Regions from separate parts of the Triticum aestivum genome. Here region 1 is linked to region 2. The links are chromatin contacts, called in public Hi-C maps. All regions are on one chromosome and are shown on one strand. The core of a region is the stretch at or near the end of the contact, and the rest is flanking DNA. Distances in the headings are between cores, read along the strand shown. Region 1 has its middle 18 kb from the start of LOC123156726. Region 2 holds the start of LOC123158040 (zinc finger protein CONSTANS-LIKE 14).

Region 1 (4,526 bases), core at 887-3,386, 70 kb before region 2:
TGATGACTCAGCCCAAGTTTATGGAAGGTATGGGGTTCCGTGACATTGAGCTGTTCAATTTAGCCTTACTGGCTCATCAAGCATGGCGTTTACTGCAAGAACCTGACTCCCTCAGTGCACGTATACTCAAGGCAGTTTACTACCCTGACCGCAACTTTCTGGAAGCCGAGCTGGGGAGCAAACCATCCCAGATCTGGAGATCTATACATGAAGGTCGGGATACTCTCAAATTGGGCATAATTAAGAGGATCGGAACAGGAATTGAAACGAACATCTGGCATGACAATTGGATACCCTGGGATCACAAGTTGAGGCCGGTGTGTCCAAATATTTCAGTCCCTCCGCAGCTTGTATCGGATTTGATTGACCATAGCAATGCTTGCTGGAATATTGCTGTACTAAATGAATACTTTTATGCGATGGACAGGGAGGCGATTCTGAACATTCCATTGAGTACTCGAGCTCAAGATGACTTCTGGGCCTGGCACTATGATAGGAGGGATGTTTTTTCAGTTCGGTCCGCCTGTCGACTTCTAGCCTCAGCGAAACAGCAGAGAACGGATTGGCTGGAGCATAATCCGAGCCACTCTCATGGCGATGAGGACAGGAAATATTGGGGAAAACTTTGGAACCTGAGGATCCCATCCAAGATTAAGGTGTTTGCTTGGCGTTTAGCCAAGACTTCGCTCCCAACTGGAGATGTCCGAAATCACAGAAAAATGACAAATACGCCAGCGTGTTCGATATGCAACGCGGCTACCGATTCCTGGAGACACTCCTTATTTGATTGCCATATGTCCCGCTGTGTGTGGGCTTTAGCCGAGGAGGAACTGACTGAAGTTGCTATCTCAAACCGAACGGAAGATGCAAGATTATGGATGTTTTGGCTGCTTGATACTTTACCAGAGGAGGAGGTAGTTCAAGTTCTGGTTACGTTGTGGGCCATATGGTGGGCGAGACGACGTGCTATCCATGACGATCAATTCCAAAGCCCCCTAAGCACCTCGGTTTTTGTCAAAAAGTTCCTGGAAGATCTTGATTTGGTGGCGGACAGCAAGCGGCGCCCGGCCAAGGACTGACATGCGATACACAAGGACTTGCATGTAACAGCTCATAATGCAAGGGCCAGAGTGATTAGATCGTCATGGATTCCCCCAGCCGATTTCGATGTGAAAATTAATGCTGATGGTGGGGTGTCAAGATGTGGCAGAAGAGGGGCCGCGGCGGTCGTTTGCCGAGACAAGGCGGGAACTTTCTTGGGAGCATCAGCGAGAGTTTTTGACGGCCTTACGGACCCATCCTCGTTAGAGGCGCAAGCCTGCAATGAGGCTCTTTCACTGGCCGAGGACCTCAACTTGAGTGCTGTTTGTGTGGCATCGGACTGCGCTGAGGTAATCTCCAAGATCGGGACGAAAGCTCCTTGCCAATATACAGCGATACTCCCGGAGATTAACCATCGCACTGCTGTTTTTCATAATATTCGCTTTGTTCATGAAAATAGGAAGTTTAATTTTGAAGCACACTCGCTTGCGAAAGCTGCTGTTTCTTTGTCTAGCGGGCGCCATGTGTGGCTTGTTTCTACGCCCGATATCATCTGTATCCCTATGAACATCCAACTATAATAAAGGTTACAGATGCTAAAAAAAAGCAATCTCGGAAGAGTACTAACAAGAAAATAGAATACTAATTTAATTTTATATGCCTTGAAGAGGGGTGGGCGCCGGTTTGTAGTACTACAGCTTAAGGCATGGAATAGGATCAGGGTCCGCCGACCCACGCTAGATAGGTGCTCCCAACTCTTTGATCCGCCCAAGTGAAATGAGCTGCAGTAAACGGGTGAATGAAACATAGTATTTATTTCTCTGCTGTTCCTTAAAAAAAATTATTTCTCCACTAGACGAGTTCTAGACACCCTATCTTTTAATAACCAGTTTACACACGAGTAAACAAAAGCGTAAAACACCTTGCGTTGTGAACAGTGGTATTCATCCCTCACGCAAACGGGGAGTATACGACAAGACAACTTTATTTCCGGTAAGATTAGATTCGGGGCCCAATTATTTAGTCTATACAACTCGAATCCGTAGACCGAACAGACGCTTCTGGACTCCGCGGCTATTAATTAAATCAGATTTGTTGGCAATATAATAGTAGTGGCACTGTCATACACGTACCAGTGCTAAAAGAAGAAGCTAAGATCGCGCTGCTAATATAATACACACTAATCATGGCCTTCCACTAGCCCTGGCCCACCTTAATTTAATCATCAATTGCCAAATCCAGCTATGCATGTATAGATACTGCGTCCAAGATTTCGTGGGGAATTGTTTATTTCCCTGTCGTCATGGCTGACCTCAATTCAGAAGCTGCTAGCTTAGTTGCAGCAGGATATGTACCGTATTTCTTTAGTGTCTTATCATCTGCAATTTCTACTAAATTTAATTATTATTACAAAATGGTGGGGTCTTACTAAATATAATTAACTATATCATGTGGAGATGTGAGTACTAGTAGTAGCAACTAACTCATAACTCATCGTATATTTAAGAGCAATTCTAGTTGATGCCCAAAACTTTTTTGTCAACCAAAGATGGATTTTATTAGCTTAAAATAGAAAATACAACATCAAAAGAATACAAAGACAATAAGCACACTACTGACCTCTGCAAAGCTATAATGCACACACTGAGTAAAATTCGTGTTAATTTTCTATGTTGCTTTGGAGAGGCCAACAGGGTGGCCGATACTCTAGCGAAATCCGCTTTTAATTCTAGATAAGATAATAATAATGGCCAGAAATTTCACCCTGAGGAACAAGTCTGGGCACTGAGCAATGTCTTCAATAAGGTAATGACGTAAGAATATCGTCATTGCCATGTATAACCAACTCGGGTCAAAGCTAGGCCCTCACCCCCGAGATCGATCAAGATCGGGTGATCGATTAGCACCACCATCGATGTCACTCATGTGTTATTGTCATCACTTTTCTAGGTTTCCAGTAGCTACATGCGATGTGCGACTGTCGTTGCAGCACAACCATCCATCTGCATAAAGTTGTCGTCCATAGTTTACATCTCATTGTCAAAAAGTCAACAACCAGAAATGTGGGGAGGAACCCTCATGAAGATCTTTCAATGGCCACTACATGTCAGAGTGGTCACCTCAACGGGCGAATCTGGGTGATGGACCGGCCACTCCAAAATCCCCACCCATGACCGGCCAGATCAGGACGACAGGTATCGTCGCACGACGGCAACAACAACCACCACACCCCAAATCGAGCCTTGCCAGCATAGCTGGTCGATATGGATGAGGACCAGTCAGACCCACCGTCATGTTCCTTGCTCCGCCCGGTGAGGAAGATAGGGATCCAAACCGGTGTCTTCATTTCCTCCTCGGTCATTCACATAATGTCACCAAGAAGGAAAACAAGGAGAAAGGAGATGGAGTGGAGGACGTGTCACAGGTCAACGTTGAAGAGGAGGAGGGATGCGGCGAGTGAAAGGAGGTAGTCGAGCTCTTACCCATAGTTTTCATGCCTCCGATGTTACCATCCTTAGCTTAGTTCCATGTCTCCAAGTGCCGAGAGCATAGCCTCTGCCTCTTCAAACGTTTCCCCACAACCATGATATTGGATGACATCAACGAGAGGCGAGTGTGAATATATGACGACCCACATTTTTTACTATTTCATTGATTTTAGGGAATGTTATATTATAAGTTCTCTAAAACAACAACTAAGTGAATCAATCTATATGGAAAAGCAATTCTAGCTAGCAAGATCACACAATTTAAACAAGTTAGAAATAAGTTAAGAACAAAGTAATGGAGATGATAGAAGTAACCAAAATAGAACCAAAAGACAAGGAGGTTTTTGCCTGAATTTCAAATCCTTGGGAAAGGGAGGATTATAATACCAATTGTAGAGGCTTGGGACACAATGTCGCCCAATGGCACGAAGGCCTAGTATTCTCATCCTTACGATTTGGCCACAAAGTCCAAGCTCAACCACCAATGGTAGATCTTGAGGCAATCTCTAGCCTTCATAAACTTTCTGGGAGGAAATCCACAAGTTGGAAACTCTCAGGTGCCTCAAACTGCGTAGGAGTCTCCATACTCCAATAGTAACAAGATCAATGACTAACTCGGAGGGGCGAGGGTCAAGATTTGCCTCGGTGGAATATTGGATCTAGTTTCAAACCACTTTTACTTGGAATCAAAATTTGAGGCAAAGTAGGAAGCTCAACAATGGCGTGGTTTTTTCATATCCAAAGGTCAAGGTTTGTTGGTTGGCAAGAAGGGGAGCTTATATACAAGGCCCTTCACATTCCAACCAATATCATGAACCTATGCCAAACCCTAGATCTTCCATATAAAGTTTGGCAATTTGGAGGCCAGGATTTCCCAGGCACACATGCATGAGGGCCAAAATACGGACGAGACATAGAGAAAATTGCACAGTACATTGCTCGGAGGAGCGGCAAGGTATATTTAGGGGCTCAGACCTGCGAGGCATACCTAAATAA
Region 2 (4,213 bases), core at 1,207-3,706:
GAAGACTGGATATATGAAGATCTACTGAGGACCGGCACAAACTGAATACCACGAGATCCGCAAGAGACACACCTCCACACCCCCTTCGGCGATGATAGACACATTGTCGGGAGGGAGACTACGTGGGAAGGACCTTATTCCATCTTTAGGGAGCCGCCGTTGCCTCAGCCTTCCTACATCTAGACCTGTTATAAGCATGCATGCTTGAGTTCGGTTTCCATTGGTCGAGATGGTGACGCAGGGCATGTGAAGGAGTAGTAGATGTCAAAACTCTATACAATTGTCTTCTTCTAAACTTTTTATGCCTTCCTTTTTGCCCTTGGAGCTTTTAAAAAACTCTATTTAATTTTGCAACAATTGAAATGGATGTAAAATTAGTGTGGCCACGGGTAAAATGCGTCTTTCCCCTACTTGCATCCTAAGAGCAATTTTACTAGAGTTGTCAAAATGGCTAAATCGCCACAATAACCGCCTCGAACCCAAGAAAAGGGTCTACCTCACTCACCATATTGCTCTCTGCCTCCATAATTTTTGTAGGAAGCTCCAAATAGTGGGGCGGAGTCTTCATATTTTTAGAATGTTCACGAGGGTGAAACTTCATCCGTTTTCTTCCTCTCCTGCCAATGTCAGTCGTTCGTATGACTCCTATGGTAGCGGTTTCCACCAGTAAAAGCACCCATTAGTGGTTGCTGCCTACCGGCACGCCTTTCCTGCCTTGTTTCTCGCTGGAGTGCGCCCTTTTCAGGTCATTTTTCTGCCAGAGCGCGGCTATATAAACTGATACTCTCCACTCACCGCCACATTCAATCATCTTCCCCTTTCCTACTGACTATATTACTCTATACCTTTCTTGTGTTATGTCACGCTCGGACCCTTCTCATGGACCTTCCTCAACAAGATCGAAGAGGAGCGCATCGAACGAAAGTTCTAGGAATTACTATGATGGGTCCAAGCCACCGTGTTCCGAGAGATTGAATTAGGCGTTTGGGCCAAGCGTCTCCCTGCTTCCCGCCGGTACCTCTCCTGTGTGATGGAAGCCATCTTGGATGAAGTAGAAGCCACAATCACTATGGCTACAAGACCGTGTCCCTCGCCCGCACCCAAGAAGCCTAATGGTACCTCGACCACATCAAAGCACATGTGGAAGCACTTGAAGCCTCGTCTTCACGTGAGGACACTTTCAAACAGAGGAGGAAGCTGATGAAATAAAATCATGTTTCAAGTTGCTCTGTTAATTTTGATTAGTCATTCTAGGTCAACTTTTATTTGTCGGTCTAGGTCAATTTCGATTTCCATGTGATGTTCAACAATGCAATATAATTTTCAATGCAACGTCCAATTTCTTTATGTGCGGAAAGAACATAGACATTGACAAATGGATCTGCAAAATATCGAATTCGAGTCATGGGCCTCTGCTTGCGCACAACTTTCACAGCCTTCAAATATTATGGAGCACACCCCAAAACGATTTTTCGAGGCTGCAAATAAGGCACACCTGCTACAATTGTTTTAAGAAAACGACGAGCCGCAATAGCTTAACATGCATATTATGGCATGTATAGTGCTTAATAATGTCTTATCTTAAACCTGCCATGCAACCTAGAGATAACAATAACAATATTATGAACCATTACTTATCTCTTAGTCTTATTAGTAACTAGATATTTCTAAATATATGATGAGATATTATTACAAAAATATCATTTCTTAATAAAGAGAAAACATATTTTTTTCTTCCGATGCATCTTTACTGCTCCTCAGCATCAAGTTACCATTTTAAAAAAGACTTGTAAAATGTTCCTAATGCTGGTTTACTGCTCTTCTGATCGTAAAAAAGGGCAAATTTTGAAAAAAAATCTGAACTTTTTTTGTAAGCCAAAAAAAAAAATCCGAACTTCTTTACAGCAAATATTGTTGAATGTTCTGCATACATCTAAATTTTAATTAAAAAACATTCCTAATGCTGGTTTTCACGAACATTTACACTACATAGAACACTCAACAATACTTCCTCCGTAAAGAAATATAAGAGCATAGTTATTATAAAAAACATTCAGAGTTTTTCACTATTCATAAGGCTGCACCTGAGCTCGAGATCATAAGCTCCATGTGCGAGCTTGCTTTAATCGCCATTTTCTCCCCAAAATAAAATTGTGATTTTCTCAGCAGTTTAGGATTCCTAGTTCTTTCCACCTTACCGGGACCCACTACTCATGCCCCACCGTGTCAGCGTCCCAGCCCCCTCCCCAGCCCGTCACCTCAGCGAGCTCCGCTAGATATTTTCCGACACTGCTAACTCACTGCCCAGCCGGTCCCACGTCCGAGGCCCGCCACCTCAGCGAAATCATGGCGCGGCACGTGGAAAGAGAATGCCGTGCTCTCGGTGTTCGGCACGGCGCAGCGGATCGGCCTCCTCCTCCTCCTCCTCTCCCTCGCTTTCTCCCATACCCTCGCAGTCGCAGCCTCGCTTCGGATTGCATAAGCTAAAGCGCGCGGCGATAAGAAGCGGTAGACCCTCTCGCTCTCCCGCCTTTTGACCCACCTCCGCCGCCCCTCCTCCCTCCGGCATCGCGGGGTTCTCTGCTCGGGTGGTGTGGCGTGGCGTGCCGGGCGCTGGCCATGAAGGACAACGGAGGGGCGAGGCAGCCCTGGCCGTGCGACTACTGCGGGGAGGCGGCGGCGGCGCTGCACTGCCGGGCCGACGCGGCGCGGCTCTGCGTGGCGTGCGACCGCCACGTGCACGCCGCCAACGCGCTCTCGCGGAAGCACGTGCGCGCGCCGCTCTGCGCCGGGTGCGCGGCCCGCCCGGCGGCTGCGCGCGTGGCGGCCGGGGGAGGCGAGCCGGCGTTCCTCTGCGCGGATTGCGACGGAGGTTGCGAGGGCGCGGCGCGCGTGCCCGTGGAGGGGTTCGCGGGCTGCCCCGCGGCGTCCGAGCTCGCCGCGTCGTGGGGCGTCGACCTCCTCCCTGGCGCCGGTGGCGCCGCCGCGTTCGGTTGCGGCCTCGGCGGCGGCGGCGACCAAGAGGATGAGGACGCCTTCTTCTTCTCGTCCTTGGACTACTCCATGCTGGTTGACCCCGAGATGCGCGACCTCTACGTGCCCTGCAACCCGCCGGAGGTGGCCGTCTCGGCAGGCGGCGGCCGGCCCCTCAAGGGGGAAGCGCTGTGCCACCAGCTCGCGGAGATGGCGCGGCGAGAGACGGAGACGTCGCAGCCGCAGGGGTACTCGGATCTGAGCCCCAGGACTCCTCGTCGGTCCTCCGCCGGGGCTAGCGGGCGCTTGCCTGACAAGCAAGCTCCCCCACCGCTGCCTCCTGCTCCGGAGGTGCCGTGTCCGTACACGTCCCTGCTGATGATGCCGTCAGCTCACTGCGCCGAGCTTATCGGCAACGACCGCCTCCGTGATGACGACGAAGAGCAACTTCGATGGGAGTTCGCCCCACCCTCATCAGTGCCACCCACCCAGGTAAAAAAAACATGAGAATGATATGCAAACAAATAAATCAATTGTTGGTATTCAGACAATTTACATGTCAATTGTACTAATCAGATGTTTTGTTGGCGTCTTTATGAGTGACTAAATTAGTTGCATTGCCTTCAGGTAGCTGCATCGTGGTAGCCAAACACACATTAACATCACATGTTTTGTAACACTACTCGGTCACGACAAATGTTCTGATCTTAATTTTCTGAGCAAACAACAATAGATCATCAAACAGGTTTGTTGAAGGCTACATGCTCGTTGCCACTTTGTGCAGTTCCCGGTTAATCCATTGATCATTCAGATCATGGAATGCAATCATGAATTCATGATCTCTGGTAGGTCATGGAAAACCTATTGGCGTTCAGATGAATAATAAGGTGCCAGTTCCAAAGTCATCGGAATTTAGCGTCCATTCCTTTGTACGTGACCTGAGGGTCTCCACTCCTGTGGTTCTCACGGACAATCAGGCTCTAGTTTTGTCCTAGATTTTGTCAGCCAGAGAAGTGATTGATTTCACTAGTTTTGAGTAGAGATAAATTTGCCCTTTATTCGCTCACCATTTATGGCACGGGTCTTTCAACTTGAAAGGCGAGTAGAATGCAGTTGCCATGGAAGCTCATGGATCGGGTTGTTTTAGGACACTGAATGCGCAGGTTGGCTGATAATGAATGGTGTTTTCTCCTCTACCAACAGTGCAAATTAGACTGGACTTTCTGAGCTGGTGTTGGCG

What was found. A called contact is a pair of places that touch in the nucleus more often than the background predicts.
Region 1: a contact with region 2 is called in a Hi-C map of leaf, with 3 times the contacts expected there. The contact joins the enhancer-like site here to the promoter of LOC123158040 in region 2. A contact is called at or near these places in 4 of 5 Hi-C or Micro-C datasets (leaf and an unstated tissue).

Annotation. Positions count from the first base shown.
Region 1 is chr7B:234,608,976-234,613,501 of IWGSC CS RefSeq v2.1, reverse strand. No RefSeq gene overlaps it. Among protein-coding and RNA genes, the nearest start is that of LOC123156726, 18 kb to the left of the region's middle. Within about 2 kb of position 2,136, at least 2 of the 8 cell types and tissues checked have an H3K27ac peak or open chromatin away from gene starts, as enhancers often do. A contact at or near this core is called in leaf, where this site is marked.
Region 2 is chr7B:234,539,977-234,544,189 of IWGSC CS RefSeq v2.1, reverse strand. It overlaps LOC123158040 (zinc finger protein CONSTANS-LIKE 14), which reads left to right and starts at 2,456. Exons shown (of 4, transcript XM_044576183.1): 1 at 2,456-3,465. The coding sequence starts at 2,620.